Regions from separate parts of the Macaca fascicularis genome. Here region 1 is linked to region 2. The links are chromatin contacts, called in public Hi-C maps. All regions are on one chromosome and are shown on one strand. Each heading gives the region's core, a stretch centred on a gene start, on an enhancer-like site or on the middle of the called end of the contact. The rest is flanking DNA. Distances are from core to core; before and after follow the strand shown. Region 1 holds the start of MYPN (myopalladin). Region 2 overlaps MYPN (myopalladin).

What was found. A called contact is a pair of places that touch in the nucleus more often than the background predicts.
Region 1: a contact with region 2 is called in a Hi-C map of skeletal muscle, with 9 times the contacts expected there. The contact joins the promoter of MYPN here to the enhancer-like site in region 2. A contact is called at or near these places in 2 of 2 Hi-C or Micro-C datasets (liver and skeletal muscle).

What each region holds. Positions count from the first base shown.
Region 1 is chr9:78,475,799-78,479,966 of T2T-MFA8v1.1, forward strand. It overlaps MYPN (myopalladin), which reads right to left and starts at 1,497. Exons shown (of 20, transcript XM_065521037.2): 1 at 1,402-1,497.
Region 2 is chr9:78,407,385-78,411,631 of T2T-MFA8v1.1, forward strand. The region is part of intron 6 of MYPN (myopalladin); the gene reads right to left. Among named protein-coding and RNA genes, the nearest start is that of MYPN, 68 kb to the right of the region's middle. Within about 2 kb of position 2,912, at least 1 of the 6 cell types and tissues checked has an H3K27ac peak or open chromatin away from gene starts, as enhancers often do.

The sequences.
Region 1 (4,168 bases), core at 247-2,746, 67 kb after region 2:
TTCTCTCTTCTCACATATTTAAGCATTCTCTTAAAAACAAACAAACAAAAAACAGGCCAGGCTAAGTGGCTCACACCTCTAGTCCCAGCACTTTGGGAGGCCAAGGTAGGTGGATTACTTGAGGCCAGGAGTTCAAGACCAACCTGGCCAACATGGCAAAACCCTGTCTCTAATAAAAATACAAAAATTAGCTGGGCATTGTGGCACATGCCTGTAATCCCAGCTACTTGGGAGGCTAAGGCATGAGAATCACTTAAACCCAGGAGGCAGAGTTTGCAGTGAGCTAAGCTAGAACCACTGTACTCCATCCTGGGTAACAGAGTGAGACTCTGGTTCAAAAAAGTAAACAAAAAAACAAACAAACTCACAAAAGACTACACATTGTATGATTTTGTTGATGTGAAATATCCAGAATAGGTAAGTCTATAGAAACAGAAAGTAGATTAATGGTTTCCTGGGGCTGTGAGCGGGAGGATGTTGGAGGAAAAGAGGAGTTACTGCTATTGGATGTGAGGGGGGTGATACAAATGTTCTAAAATTGTTTGTGGCAATGGTTGCACAACTCTGTAAATTTTCTAAAATCCATTGACTTACACACTTTAAACAGGTGAATTGTATGATGTATTAATTATATCTCAATAAAAAAATTTTTTTAAGTTCTGAACTTCTGCTATTCACTTGCACAACTCCTTCAGATTAACCCTGTGAGAAACTGTTGATAGCACTGGAAGGTTTTACCATTAATGAGGAGCTGTAACTTTAAAAAGCAATTGGTAATATATTATTAAAATGAATTCTAGTATGGGAGACAGAAACTTATAGAAATGATGGAGAGTGATAGATCAGTACCCTGACTGGGAGCTATTCATGTGCAATGCAAAAATCAATCACTGAGCCAGTTCTTTATGAAACAATAATACAGAATATTCTGGTCCCCTCCAGGATTCTGTTGACTGTCCTCAATCAGCTCAATTGCTCTGCACTTCATTCATGAAGAAAGCACACTGTTGCCCACTGAGTCCTATTTGTATTATCTCTGATCTTTCCTTTCTGGCTCTGCAGTTTCTTTACATTGCTTGGCAATGCCCTTTCATCATTCCTTTTCCCACATGGCTTTAAAGATTTTCTAGGACACCCTCCCCTTTTTACTCTAACACTTGAAAGAAGCAGCAACTACACACCCCAGAGAGCCCCAATTCAGTAAGGTGAGAGTGAGTGGTTCAGATGAATACCCTGAGTAAGGATGAATAGAAGAATGTTCTTAATCTATTGCTCTCTTAATCACTAGATTCCTGGAGGCACCTTTTTACTGGACAGTATTAAATATTTCAATTATCTGGACATCCCCTTAAGAAATATCTTGCTTTACCTCCCAAGATGAGTTTTGAGGGAGGACCTTACCTGGCACAAATAGCAGTGGAGCTCCAAAGGCTACATTGGATAGTTCCAGCCGAGACTCCCAGCCCCTCACCTCACTTGTTGACGGCAGGGAAAGCTGCCGTGGCTTTCCCTTCCTGGGTTTGCCCGTCCTGCTAATTTTAGGCTGCTTCCTCATGCGGCTGCCATGGGTATCAGAGCATGTGGCTCCCCTTGGAGGAGCTATTTTCTCCTGTGAGCCTCACTTGTTTGTTTCCAGCTTCTCTCCCTTTTCCCTGCTCCCCACCTCTGTAGGGTAGAGCTGTTTCATAGTACAAAATAAAACATCTTTCAGAATCATGCTCTGATCTGTGTTTATTCCTGAATCTAAGACACCAAGGGAAACTTTATTTTTTCCCCCAAGGGAAACTTTTCACATTAGATTTAATTGTACCTGCCAATAGCAAGATTTCCAAATCATGTTTATTTAACGAATATTTGCTAAATTCCTACAATTAATAAGATCTTGCCCTAGGTCACTGGGATAAAATGATGAGCAAAGCAAACTTGTATTTCACTGATGAAATCTTAATAACAGAGATTAATTAAACTTCTGCTATGTTCAGTGTTCTCTGTTAAGATTTTAAAATACAAAAATCAATAGGTAGAACCCCTTTCCCCAAAGAGCTCACAGATATTTCAATATGTAGGGAGAAATTCAAAGACATAGGTCTTATAAATTCCTGTTGAGATTTAGAGATAATTAATGGATTCACTCATTCAGTTAATCAGTAAAACTAGATCTGAGATGATTTTATGGACATAGTATTCTATTACGCACTGGAAACAATAAATAAAAGTATACCACGAGTCCCTTCCTTAGAAAGATAACAATCTAAACAAAGAAGGATTGCTCAATTGACGAATATTTAATGGATATTTACTATATATATACTAAGTCTTTTCCATTGAGGACTTCTTGATAAGCAGCGTGTTTGCTTATGCAAATAACATATAAATATATAATTCCTTTGCTTTTTGGCAGTAATTATTTCTATCTTCATCCTTCCTACCATGGCCTCAGTTCAGGCTATCATCGATTCCAGCCTGGAATGATCCTTTTTCCTTACAGACATTATTTTGAAAGATTTTATGTACTAAATAAAATTTTCTGAACCAAGGTTGGTGGATTACTTGAGGCCAGGAGTTTGAGACCAGCCTGCCCAGCACGGTGAAACCTCATCTCTACTGAAAATACAAAAATTAGCTAGGCGTGGGGGTGGGGGGCCTGTAATCCCAGCTCGGGAGGCTGAGGCAAGAGAATTGCTTAAACCCTGGAGGCAGAGTTAGCAGTGAGCCGTGATCACACCACTGCATTCCAGCCTGGGCAACAGAGTAAGACTCTGTCTCAAAATAAATAAATAAATAAATAAATAAATAAATAAATAAATAAGTCTAACAATTTATTATATTTATTAGTCAAAAATAAATACTTGATAACTACAGCTTCTGAGTATATTAAACAAGTTGTATTCATTCATTCCTGTGGATACAAGGGTAAAAAGTTCCAAGTTCCTGACCTTCAGCTAGCAGTCTAGTGAGGGAGAAGACAAAAAATTGATTATGTTGAAGTGTGGCAAGCTCTGTAGCAGAGGATGGCACCAGAGAGGAGGGTGTTAACTGTCACGGATAGGGCAAGTCTTCATTAAGAAAGTACTGCCTAAGCTGAGTATTGAAAAATGAGAAACTTGCTAGGTTAGGAGCAACATGAAAATTTAGGAAGATGTGAGAGAGCATATTTCATACCTCATAAAACAAAGATGAGGTGTGATTTGAGGAATGTGACAGGAATGAGGTTGCAGAGGAGGGCAAAGGCTTAATTATGAAGAACTCTGAATGCCTAAATTATAAATGTTTTGAGGAGGTATGATCAAATCTGCATTTGAGAAAGATCACCCAGTGGCTGTGTGTTTAGACCAAAGGGCCAAGACTATAGGTAGTCCACAGACCAGGGGAAAATGTCCAGGCTGGAAGAGATGATAGCCTGAACTGAGGCCATGGTAGGAGGAATAAAGATTGAAATAATTACTGCCAGAAAGCAAAGGAATGATATCTTTAAATGTTATTTGCATAAGCAAACATGCTGCTTATCAACTTAAATGATATAAGTATGAAAGTATAGTCAACAATATGAAAACTCTGTGCAGCATCTCAACATTCTCCTTTCTATCCCCCTGAGCGTTTTGCTCTTCTTTGGAGTCAGAGGAGTTGAACAACCTGGAGAAGCCATTCTAGGCATTCAAAGCACAGGTGATGATTATTAACACAACAAGATATGCCAGAATACATTCAACTTAAGATTTGTATTCAACTTGGATAGAATAAGACTGAACATATCCATTATTTATTTCTGTTTGTGGTTAACTGCCCCTGTAGGTTCATGGTCTGGCATGTCTTCCATATGAATATAACTAAGCCCTCCAATACTTAGAAAGAGGTACTTAGTACCTTGATGAGTAAAAATAGGTTACAAAACTCCAACATCCATTGAACAAACTTTCATTGACTTCTACATGTGTACAATATGCTTTGAAGTAAAGAAAAATATCAGGGCTGGGCATAGTGGTTCATGCCTGTAATCCCAGCACTTTGGGAGGCCAAGGCAGGCAGATCACAAGGTCAGGAGTTCGAGACCAGCCTGGCCAAAATGGTGAAACCCCGTCTCTACTAAAAATACAAAAATTAGCCAGGGGTGGTGGTGGGCACCTGTAGTCCCAGTTACTGAGGAGGCTGAGGCAGGAAAATCTCTTGA
Region 2 (4,247 bases), core at 1,662-4,161:
TATGATATTCTGTACTTGGTCCTATCGTACTTAATAGCATTTGTCTAAGGAGAATATGGGGCTGGGGAAAACCACATAGCATTAGCTGCGAAAGAGACTTTCACCGCAGGGGTGTTATGCATTGATAATTGTGACAGCCAGGGGGCGCTGTAGTTCAATGCTAGTGTTTTGTTTTTTCTGAGGTCCCAAATTTGTTTGCTGAAGTAATTCAGGATGGGATTAGCACCGAGTGGTTTCTGAATTAATAAAGAACTATTTGACCGAAAAATTTAATTATTCTTTGTCTTCCCAAAACATCTACTAATAACAAGAACGGAAAACAGGAAACATCAGTGAATTTTGGGTGCTCCCGGCAAACTGGTGAGTATGTCCTCCACCCTGACCTCTGAGCAAATTGTGTGCTCAAATGGGAGCTTTGGGACCCACTGAAAACTTTAATGGCACTTAGACACTTTCCTGGAGCTTATACACAATAAAGTTTTCATTCCTTTACTGAGTATTGATGATGTGCCACACTGGAATGAGCCTCCATCACAGACATTAGGAGGCCCACTCCATACACTGTAGTATCTCACATAAGTAGGCTGGGCTCGTGAATAGAACACAAGTCTTGGCCTTTGATGTCAAATGAATAACAACCAACTGATGGTTTAAATTGTGAGCACCATATTTTCTCAAAGAGATCCTTTTGCAAGCAGGGCTTTCGTGTAACCTCTGCAGATTGAGAACTGGCTCATACATCTGAGCTGAACTTTAGGCCATGTCAGAGCATATTAGATTGACCTCATTCTGCTGTGAATGTACTGTTTCATTTACTCAACCCCTTCTGCCACCACCACCTTTTTTGATGTTTGGTTTGGTTTTCTAACTGGTTTGCCTCAAGAAGGAATGAAAACTATGACTCTTAACAGAGGGTCATCTCACAAGCCACTTAGAAAACTGTTAAGAGTCATAGTTATAAGGATGATGATGGTTGTTATTGCTGAAAGCTGCTTTTCTACAAAGTTTCATGAGAAAGAGCTGGCTCATATTGCCACAGATCAGGATCCAAACCAGTTACACTATTAGAACATAGTGTAGCTGACATCACGTTCATCACGGCAGTAGGTCTTAGGCTGTTTGTTACTAATGGCATGGGGTGTACAGACTTGATCATATTCATTTCAGCTTCACTGACAACAAATGAGACAAACAGTCTCCAACTAGCAAAGATTAAGTTAGTCTTTTCTAGGAATTATGAATCTGGACTAAAGTCATTATAACCAAAGATCTACAACTTCCTCAGGTATGCAGTATTCAAAGTGCAAATCTATCTTGTGTGTCATCACTAAACTGGTCATCTGGGAGGACATTCTTTGTAGGGTGACTTGACAACATAGAGACTTGGGAAGCATGTCTTCTTCCATGGCCATTTGACATTTTACTTTTTTTCTCTATTCTTCCTAAAGACACTCTGAAGTCACAAAGTAATGAAAATAATAATTTCTTCTTAGCTGAAATGGAAGGGTTTTTTTGTTTTGTTTTGTTTTTTGAGATGGAGTCTCGCTCTGTCACCCAGGCTGGAGTGCAGTGGTATGATCTCAGGTCACTGCAGCCTCCACTTCCTGGGTTCAAGTGATTCTCCTGCCTCAACCTCCCAAGTAGCTGGACCATAGGCGAGTGCGACCACGCCCGGCTAATTTTTGTGTTTTTAGTTAGAGACAGGGTTTCATCATCTTGGTCAGGTTGGTCTCGAACTCTTGGCCTCAAGTGATCCTCCTGCCTCAACCTCCCAGAGTGCTGGAATTACAGTTGTGAGCCACCGTGCCTGGCCTGAAGTGGAAGTTATTTGTCACAGAATAAATGTGTGCCTGCTTTGTGCCAAGCACCATGCCCACTGCTATAAATGTGAGTTGAAAGGATATAGTTCTTGCTTAGTAGATCTATAACCACAAACATAATGCTGGGACATCCTTGAGAAAGAGCATCTGCCTTATTGGTTAAAAGATGTCAGCTACAAGGTTCATTTTGCCATTTTATTTGTTTTTAAATTAGTTGATAATTTTGCACCTTGGAAGATGCTGCAAGTGCACAGTGCTTTAGGATGGAGTTAGATCAAAGTGATTTGTGCTGATAAAGAACTGTTTGATTGAAAGCTCTTTTGCCCCTTGACTGTCACAAGTGCCCCATGCAATCTTTGAGTAAGAAAAGTCTCCAGAATTGATTGACTGTGGAGAGGGGCCCATGAACTCCAGAAATCTGGATTCCACTACTGGCCCAGTTATTTCAGGGTTTCCTGCCTTTGCTGTTATATAATGAAGTGCTCTTTTTCAAATTCTCACTTCCCCTGCCCCCTTGCACTCTTCAAATTACTGCTGAAGCAGCTGGGGCCAGGGCTGCTGCAGCCTTGAAAGCCTGCCAGAGCAGCTGCTGCTGGGGTGGGAGCAGTGATAGGAGTAAGATTCTAATTTGATCATCGACCTCCCTTCACACTCAAGAAGTGTGAGTGCTGTTTTCCCCGCATAAACAGAGCGAAAGTATTTTTGATACTGCGTAGAGGATGGAGGATAACCTATCTCTATCCACAGTTAAAGAGCATTTAAAAACATAGGTATGTTTAAAAACATCACCTATGAGTAGAGTAGTGAACTAGTTTTGGAATCCCATAGTCCACTATTAAATTCTACCACTGTTTTGCTGGGCAACCCTCCTTTTCATTTTAACTTTTTAAAAAAGAAGATAAATACTTCGCTGTCACCAGCAGAGGAAGGAGTTAAATAAAACTCTGCTCTCTAAGCGTTTCTTCAAAAAAAAAAAAAAAGTGGCTTCTTGCCACAACTGGCAAAGAAACGCTTTGTTGGGCAGTATAGAAAGTGAGTCATAGGGACTGGAATGCCAGAAGTCCCTAAACAAGTAAATAGAGCAGGAGTAAGCCAAACAAACATATGCAAATCATCTGTTATCATGGCTCATAGCCACATGATACCATCCATCACTGGTGGCTCTGACTCAGAAATTTGCTAATGACACTGGCAGTGACTATGACCTCAATCCTGCCCTCACTGACGGAAACTAACGCAAGCACATCATTGCTGATAAGTCTTTCTGGAATCTGAGCCACTGCCTATCCTAGTGCCCAATGCCTGAACAATCCTTATCCCATTTATGGAGGCAAAAGCACATATCCTGATGAGGCTGAGAAAACCTCGTCAGGGTTTGGGTCTGTGTACTAAGGACCATTTTCCCACCATGAAGCTATTTCTTTTAGAGATTTTATCTCACAAACAAAATATGTTAATGATTAATTCATTTTCCTATTTTCATTTATCAAAAGTATATGTATCTGCCAATCAGAGCATCTAATTAGTAATAGAAGGAGCTAATCAGAGTCGCCATACAAAGGCAGCTCAATCTGTGGCTCTAATCAGCTCATGAAAATTAAATGTAAAGAACAAATGTGGCTGGGTACCGTGGCTCACGGCTGTAATCCCAACACTTTGGGAGGCTGAGCGGGCAGATCACCTGAGGTCGGAGTTCCAGACCAGCCAGGGCAACATGGTGAAACCCTGTCTCTACTAAAAATACAAAAATTAGCCAGGTGTGGTGGCACACACCTATAGTCCCAGCTATTCGGGAGGCTGAGACATGAGAATTGCTTGAACTCAGGAGGTATAGGTTGCACTGAGCCAAGATCATGCCACTGCTTTCCAGCCTGGGTGACAAAGGGAGACTCTGTCTAAAATAAAATAAAATAAAATAAAATAAAATAAATGTTAGTCGGGTGCAGTGGCTCATGCTTGTAATCCCAGCACTTTGGGAGGCTGAGGCGAGCGGATCTGAGGTCAGGAGTTTGAGACCAGCCTGATCAACATGGTGAAACCTAATGTCTACTAAAAATACAAAAGATTAGCCGGGCATGGTGGTGGAGGCCTGTAATTCCAGCTACTTGGGAGGCTGAGGCAGGAGAATCGCTTAAACCCGGGAGGCGGAGGTTGCAGTGAGCCAAGATCACGCCATTGCACTTCACCCTGGGCAACAAGAGTGAAACTCCATCTCAAAAAACAAACAAACAAACAAACAAACGAATAAATAAATAAATGTTAAAGTCCTATTGGACTTTTCAAAATAATAACAACTTTTTACCTATTGTTGCCTCTATGGACTCCTATCTAGATATTAGAGACAGTCTTCAAGGTGAACACGAGAGATCGAAAGGTAAACAGCTTTACTGTCATGATAAATGTGCCAGAGGTATGCTCTAGGTGATA